Regions from separate parts of the Zea mays genome. Here region 2 is linked to region 1. A link is a contact called in public Hi-C data. All regions are on one chromosome and are shown on one strand. The core of a region is the stretch at or near the end of the contact, and the rest is flanking DNA. Distances in the headings are between cores, read along the strand shown.

What was found. Hi-C and Micro-C count contacts between places; a contact is called where the count stands out from the background.
Region 2: a Hi-C map of endosperm shows a contact between it and region 1, with 6 times the contacts expected there. The contact joins the promoter of LOC100280367 here to the enhancer-like site in region 1. A contact is called at or near these places in 7 of 25 Hi-C or Micro-C datasets (ear, endosperm, leaf and 2 more) and 1 of 3 datasets of contacts at active chromatin or transcription factors (leaf).

Annotation. Positions count from the first base shown.
Region 1 is chr8:77,499,464-77,503,699 of Zm-B73-REFERENCE-NAM-5.0, forward strand. No RefSeq gene overlaps it. Among protein-coding and RNA genes, the nearest start is that of LOC100280367, 36 kb to the right of the region's middle. Within about 2 kb of position 1,743, at least 18 of the 20 cell types and tissues checked have an H3K27ac peak or open chromatin away from gene starts, as enhancers often do. A contact at or near this core is called in ear, endosperm, leaf and 2 more, where this site is marked.
Region 2 is chr8:77,535,425-77,539,677 of Zm-B73-REFERENCE-NAM-5.0, forward strand. LOC100280367 reads left to right here and starts at 1,755. Exons shown (of 5, transcript NM_001361064.1): 1 at 1,755-1,978; 2 at 3,816-4,125; 3 at 4,227-4,253. The coding sequence starts at 3,845.

The DNA of each region.
Region 1 (4,236 bases), core at 493-2,992:
GGTGCGCCAACTGTCGGCGTTTCGACCCCGGGGGTCCCTGGACCGACGAGTAAATTGTCGCTGCGTGTCCCAGCCCAAATGGGTCGGCGCGAGACGGGACACAAAGGGGGGAGAACAGTAAGGGGAAACCGCGGCCTTCGTGTTGTCCTGCGCCCAGGGCGGATGGATGCGCTTGCAATAGGGGGTTACAAGTGTTCGCGTGGGAGAGAGAGAGAGGGAGAGAGCCTTCTGCGTCGGCCCGTTCTCCCGCGTGGCCAACCTTCTCGTACGAGAGCCCTAGACCTTCCTTTTATAGGAGTAAGGAGAGGGTCCAGGTGTACAATGGGGGGTGTAGCAGTGTGCTAACGTGTCTAGCAGAGAGGAGCTAGAGCCCTAAGTACATGTCGTCGTGGCAGTCGGAGAGGTTTTGGCACCCTGTTCATGTGATGTCATGGCCATCGGAGGAGCGCTTGGGTCCTGTGGAAGGACAGCTGTCGGGGTTGTCGGATCCTTGCTAACGTCTCCTTGCTTCCGTAAGGGTCTGAGAGCCGCCGTCGTCATGGAGCACGCGGGGCGCCATCATTACTTGTTTACCGGGGCGAGCCAGATGGGACACCGATCTTGTTCCCCGTAGCCTGAGCTAGCTAGGGGTAGGGTAATGATGGCCTTCCTTGTGACGTGGCGGGTCCGAGCCCGAGGTCGGGCGAGGCGGAGGCTCCTCCGAGGTCGAGGCTGAGTCCGAGCCCTGGGGTCGGGCGAGGCGGAGTTTGCCTTCCGATGTCGAGGCTGAGTCCGAGCCCTGGGGTCGGGCGAGGCGGAGACCGTCTTCCGAGGCCGAGGCTGAGTCCGAGCCCTGGGGTCGGGCGAGGCGGAGTCCGTCTTCCGGGGTCGAGGCTGAGTCCGTCTTCCGGGGTCGAGGTTGAGTCCGAGCCCTGGGGTCGGGCGAGGCGGAGCTTCCCATGGCGCCCGAGGCTGGACTTAGCTGCTGTCAGCCTCACTCTGTCGAGTGGCACAGCAGTTGGAGCGGCGCAGGCGGCGCTGTTTTCTTGTCAGGTCGGTCCGTGGAGCGGCGAAGTGACTGCGGTCACTTCGGCTCTGTCGACTGAAGAGTGCGCGTCAGGATAAGGTGTCAGGCGATCCTTGCATTAAATGCTCCTGCGATACGGTCGGTTGGCGTGGCGATCTGGACAAGGTTGCTTCTCTGCGAAGACTGAGCCTCGGGCGAGCCGAAGGTGTGTCTGTCGCTTGAGGGGGCCCTCGGGCGAGACGTGAATCCTCCGGGGTCGGCTGCCTTTGCCCGAGGTTGGGCTCGGGCGAGGCGAGAACGTGTCCCTTGAGTGGACTGAGCCTTGACCTTAATCGCGTCCATCAGGACCTTTGCAGCTTTGCGCTGATGGGGGTTACCAGCTGAGATTAGAAGTCTTGGGGGTACCCCTAATTATGGTCCCCAACAGTTATGTTTTATATTGTCATGAATATCTGTATTTCATTTTTTGGGGGGATTAAAATGCAACTAAAAAAAGCCAAATATTCTAACAATCTATGCATCTGACATATATGGGGCACACCTGTTGGAAGTACGAGAGAGGGCTGGTCGGCTTTTCAAATTTATTCCAGTATATGATTGATGTTAAGAAATCAAGCCCTTGGTGAGGTCTAGCAGCATTGGGCTTGATGGGCTTTAGCACGCAGGCCGGGACGGACGTATTAGCATAGCAGCCCATGAGCTCTTTGGTGAGAGAGCGCGTCGGCGGCCGCAACACACCACCGGGACCGACGACAAAATAGATGTCCTGTCCGGCTGCGCCCCGTGCAGTTGGATTGGATCAGTCTCTAGCCGCCGTGCCGGGCATCGGAGTTTCCGTTGGAGATCGAGAAGCGGCAGGGCTAGCTACAACATCGTCATGCCCTGTCTGGCTTTTTCGGCTTGATCCGGCGGCTGGTTGGTGTCTTGTCGTACTAATAACTCCTAGTCAGCTAGCGTGATTACGACACCTACCCATCGCGCCCCCTCATCTTCGTCGTCTAGCTAGCCAGCCAGCTACTAGGGCCGGTACCAGGTCAGGATGTGTACTGTACCTTGTAAGGGCTTGTTCGGTTAGCTCTCAATCCATGTGGATTGAGCGGGATTGGATGGGTTTGAATCCCAAACAGCTCAAACTTCTTCACAATTTTTTCCAATCCCATCCAATCCATGTGTATTGGGAATAACCGAACAAGCCCTAAGGGGGTGTTTGGTTACTCCTGCTAAAGTTTAGCCCGGGTCACATCAAGCATTTGACTTTTAAATAGGAGTATGAAATATAGACCCAACCAACTGGACTAGATTCGTCTCGTCTTTTAATCTTCGGCTGACAAATTAGTTTTATAATCCGACTACATTTAATACCCGGAACGGAGGTTCAATCATTCGATGGGACAGGGGCTAAATTTTAGTTTGGGGTAACCAAACACCCCCTAAGTGAAAGTTGTTGAATATATGACCAGAGTCATCATCAATCATGCATGATATGCCGATGAGATTAGAGATTGCTGACAGTAATCAAAAGTAGCATGAATATGATATGAGTTTAAAATATCACCAGCTGCACATGTTAATCTATTATATTGTATTATTGGCGCTGTATGTTGCTGCTTTGCTTTGCTACTTTTGATTGATGTTGGTGCTATATATAACCCATATATTGCAGTTATTATAAGTAACAGTAGGAATAAAGTGGTCAACAATGCGTGGTCAATTGTTAGTAATTACGGCTTGTCTTGGCCAAAGTGGTCAACAATATAATAGGGTCAATTGTTAATAATTACGGGTAGCTTTTTCTGAGTGTTGCGTTACTATTTACCTATGCCTTCAGCCTTGCACTACTGACTGCAAATGCTAAAGTAATTATTGCACATGTCCCCGCCTATTCATCTCTCGTATACATACATATGATCAGGAATATCAACTCGATCGTATCTTTCATTCGGAACATGAGGCCCTACATACAATATTGTTGGCATCATGATGTTTCAATAATTAATCAGCGCAGCGTATGTAGGCACTGTATATATAGTTGTATCCTTTCATTTCATTATCGGAACCTGCAGGGAATCGTTTGTGACAGGTGGCAATACCAGCGCACGCACGTGATTCATGCGCTTCAACTCTCCTACCGCAATACAGCAAAAGGCTGAAGCCCCAATCAGTAATCAAAGATAATTAAGGCTTGGTTTGGGTACTCTAGGAATGAGACGGATTGAAGTGGATTGAGATGTATTAGGGGAGTTTTTGATCTATTGGGGATTTAAACACTCTTCAATCCCTCTAAACCACTTCAATCCAAGAGTACCCAAACTAGGCCTAAGTATGTTTACAGCCCTCTATACTATATATACTAGCAGCTTTGACCAGCTATATATTGAAAAGACGGTTGCAGTTTCTTGGTGGTTAACGCCAAACAAAACAAACATTGAGTGCAGAACACACATTGAGCTGAGGGTAGCAAAACATGCCCTAGCTACCGTACTTAGAGAATTAAGCACATGCATGCTGCGCTCCGTCTCCTGGGTACGGTCTTGTGGACAGCATGCATGCAGCTGGAGAGATCGATCGATCGCTAGTACTAGTACGTACGTGTGATGAGCACACACAGACACTCACACAGGACCATGCAGAGGCAGGTGGCCATCCTTGCGGCCGGCCGGGCAGCAGGTAAGCATCGCGCATCTCGCATCTGATCCGATTTGACGCCTCATTAGTGCACTTGAATCCGACAGCTTCTTCTCTCTTACGCCAATATAATCAGTGGCGGAGGACTAAAAAAATTAGGTATGGCTCTACACAACTGAACCGTATAATATTTAGCACACAGCCAATTAACTTGTATAACAACTCGTGATATGTATAAAGAAATAGAACATTGTCTAAAATGAGAATAATTTGCTATAAAACATGTAATTGTCATATCTCTGATTTTGCTATATATGTCTTGGAGACCTAGACAGTTGCATTTGTCTATCCTTTTTCTTTTGAAATGCCTTCTTAATATTTTGAAGATCAAGCCCTTTGAACAATTCCCTCTCAATGTAGATTACCATTAAATTGTTAAGCTAATAATCACCCATTTTGTTGCGCAACCCAGTTTTGATAATTTTCATGGCAGAAAAAGCCCTTTCAACCGTGGTCGTTGTGTAAGTGCAATCAACCCTAATTGTGGGTTTTGGTGATTAATGACAAAACAAACTATGATTCTAACAAGTTTGCTCCTAGTGTGT
Region 2 (4,253 bases), core at 505-3,004, 36 kb after region 1:
AATTGTATAAAACACAAACAAAGTCAAAAAATCATGAAACTTGTCCACGTGTCATGATATCATATGTAGAGGCTGTGATAAAAATTTTAGAATGTTTGGAGAAAGTTGTGAGACACTATGTGTAGAAACCTAAGAGGACTACACATGAAATCATAGAGTTTCAATGTGAATCTAGAAGGTTTCTACACATAGTGTCTCACAACTTTCTCCAAACATTCTAAATTTTTTTATCACAGCCTCTACATATGATATCATGACACGTGGACAAGTTTCATGATTTTCTGACTTTATTTGTGTTTTATACAATTTTTAAACATGTGCATGCCAAGTTGACGGCCATGTTTAGTGAGCATGTTGCTCGAAGTTTTCGGTACGCTTCTGAAATCGGTCATAACTTATGCTAAGTAACATGAATATCATTTTTTCATGCACGGTTTTACAAGTTTCGAGTGACCTGCAGTTCAAATTTGAATTTTCCGAAGAATTTCAAAAAAACGAACTAAATCTACTAACGATTGAAAACTATGTTATAATTGTCCACAAATGATACATGTAGGTCTACATAGTGTAGGAACATACCACAAAAAGTTTGGGAGACAAAATCAAAAAAATAAAAATATACTTTGCCGAGTGCGAGCTGCGTGGCACTCGGCAAAGAAGCATCTTTGCCGAGAGCCGACGGTTGGCACTCGGCAAATACTAACGGCCGTCAGCTTTGGGACGGCTGCTGACGGCTTTTTGCCGAGAGCTCCCTTTGCCGAGTGTTTGACACTCGGCAAACTCGTCTTTGCCGAGCGCTGTCCTCTGCCGAGTGTTCAACACTCGGTAAAGAGTCTCTGTGCCGAGAGCCTGACTTTACCGAGGGCGGCTCTCGGCAAAGAAGGCTTTGCCGAGTGCCCGACAAAAGGCACTCGGCAAAGAATCCAACACTCGACAAAGACTCGGATTCCGGTAGTGATATATCGTGTGGTGGATATCATGTAACACCTCGACTACTTTCGGACCGATAGTACTTACTCCTGACAGCCTCTAGGATCATAGCATATCGCTACAGACTAACACTAGACAGGCTCTAGGATCATAGCCTATCTCCACAGACCAGCACGAGTCTTTTGTGTGCGCACCCAAGATCCCAATAAGACTTCTTGGTCGGTCACCCATACAAAGATTGCTCTGGGCCAAACATACTTATACTAGATTTCAAAATAAGCTTATGAAAAAAGAAGATGTATCTTATTGATATGATTATTCTATCAATAATACTATTAACTCTTGGATCATAATATCACGTCTCATCCGTGCTATGCCCAGTGTGATCGCCGGCATGGGCCACACTCTCTTGGTACCCGTTGTATTTTGGCATTGTTGGTTTGTTACGCAATGATAAGGATTAACTTAAAAAGTAAGATTTTTTAAAATTTTAGAAACACTATTAAAAATGCTGACATCAGGGAAATTAGACCGTGCTACTCCTGGGATGTGTAGGTGTAGTATATATTATTGAGAGAAGTGCGAACTTTATAGGAATGGCCGTCACAGTGCATGTCATGGTCGGACCCTGCCAGCGCCCGGTCAAATCGTCCCCGTTCCGTCCGCTCTGATTTCGGCCTTTTTTGCACCGGGCACCCCGGAAAAGTACCGAAATCCCGCCCCCGGGCGCGGCACCGCCCGCCGTGCTGCTGTTCCGTTCCGTTCCGTTCCGTTCATCTCCTCCTTATAATCCTCCTCCTCCGCCCGTCGCCTGCCGCACCGCACCCGCCCCGGCCTCCTCCGCAGTCCCATGAGCCAGGCCGCGCCCGTGGCGAACCCTGCTCGCGCCGCGCCTGCCCATTCCCCCTCCGCCCCCGTCGGCCACCGGGCCGCCTCGCCCGCCCGGCGCCCGCGCGGAGCCACAGGCGTCGGCGCCACAGCCGCCCGCTCCCCTCTGCCGCCGGTGCCCGGAGTGCAGATCCGTCTGACCGCGCCGCCGCCGCTCTCGGTAAGCAGCCCTCCCCTCCGAGGACTGACCCACTCGTTTCTGGCTGCTTCTTCTGTTTCGTCGCTGCTGTGAGGTGACTGTACGCAATCAAATTCAAACCCTTCTTCCTGTGGGCTGCTCATGGCGCCCGCCGAAACTCATCCCTCCCAATTTCAATCTATGCTACAGGCTACTGGTACTGTCTATGTTCTCCGTACCTTTTCTTTTCGGCTAAAAAAAATCGAGATTCTCTCTCTCTTGAAAGCCACAAACAAGAAACGCCGGCGGTGGGGATCGGCCGGCCCCTCTAGAATTCTACCAGATGCCCAGCCTTTCAGCCGCTTGGTTTCTGCCGATTCCCTTGGCGGTTAAAAAAGGTTTTCCTCCAAGTATCTCTGGTGACCGAGCTACTAAAAAGGGCTCATGCGTTTTGCTCTCGCAGGTTGACTCGCGCGCTGATTCGCCCATGGCGGATTGCCGGCACAAATTCACCGCATATATTCTTTACTCCTCGCCTCTTTCGTGTTGCTGTTGCCTCCATGAGCAGCTTTTATTTTTTTTAAGGGAAATTTGGATCCATACCATTAAAAGATCACCACTTTGGATCCATACCATTACAATGACATGTAGGGTCCATGGTATATATCTAAAGTTTGAATCTTTTAATGGTATAGATCCAATTGTTCCTTTTTTAATAACAGTTATAAAGAAAACAGCAGCCTTCCCACAGATTGTTCGCTCGCTAGCTCGCACCTGGACTCAACAGGCGAAGCACGCATGTTTCTATCCCTCTGCGGCAATGCTTGCACAGTGAGCTCTGTGGATTTGCACCTGTTTTTAGCTAGTACCAGGTGCAGCGAGCCGTGCGGCAATTACTCTGCGCGTTCCTCCGTCCATGGTGGGTTCCTGTTCGGCCCGGCCCGGAAGGCTGCCCCCTCCCCATGCCTTTCTGGGCATCTCCTGGCTCTTGCTCGCCCTTCTCTTCACAGCAGCACCAGCAACAGCACCATGTTCTTGGCTTCTTCTTTGTGCCTCAGGGACCCTACTTAAATATTCCAGCTCAACAGCCACCAGCATGTTTTTTTCCTTCTTCTTTTTGGGAAACCAAAAAAACCATCCCTATGGATGGTTGGCCAAGTATTTCACGAAAGAAATCATGTCAACAAGACCGATGTGTAAAGGGCAGGCCGTGCTAGAGTGGTCACTGCACTGGTGGTAGGTTGTATTGCTAGTCCGAGCACCGAGAGAGTGGTTGGTTGGCCGTTATGGCAATTTCGCCCCTTACTCGGAAAAAAAGTTTGCTGTTGTGAACTTTAAAGCTTGCAAAATTTCCACTCATCATCTGCCTTTGTTGCTATCTTCATGTCTGTTTCTTTAGGATATCGCTTTATCCTTCGTATAATTGTATTGTCAAACTGGCACCCACCGGAATCATATAGCCTGGATAACCAGCAAGCTGCTCTCCGTCTCCTCTCATCAGTATGTATCCAGCTTTTAAAGGTTTGTCTCATGTTGCGATTCTTGTGCTAGTCGAATCTCGATCTAGTAAAAAGGTCGATGAATAAATACCTTTACTTTATTTGGATTCTGACGGATCACATTAGTATTAGGCTGTGTCGGAAAGTAAAGCCTAACTATACCTTTACTTTATTTGGTTTTCAGCACGGTTAGTGGTTGCAACTGTAGTATGTTGTCTTCCATTCTATCTTCTAACTTCCATGTATTCGCAGCAGAAATGCCTTGGGTGCTATGCATTTAAATAAAAATATCCCAAAATCTTGCTTGCTTTCATGTACAAATTGTTGTGGTCCATCTTACAAACTTTGATTCGTTCTTTGCCATCCAACTTACAAATCAGGTGATAAATCCAAGATTCTGCCAGTAAAGATGCCGATCTGTAGCTGTGAAGAAACTATCCATGAGTTCGAGATGTTAACACGCGATGCTGGGCGTGTACAGAAGGATACACTGAAAAAGATCCTCGAGTTGAATGCTGATGCTGAATATCTGAACAAGTTCGGCCTCAATGGCAGGACTGATGTAGAGAGCTACAAATCCTGCATCCCGCTGTGTGTGCACAGTGATCTTGAGCCATACATCCATAAGATTGCTGATGGTGATAGCTCCCCACTCCTCACTGGGAAGCCCGTCACCTCCCTTTCCCTCAGGTAATTACACTGCTTGAAAAATGTGTCGTCTTATCGTTTATATTAGTGTGTGGATGTCGGTGTTTTGTAACTTGATGTTTTTTTTCTTCCTTTGGACGCAGTTCTGGTACAACGCAGGGAAGGCCTAA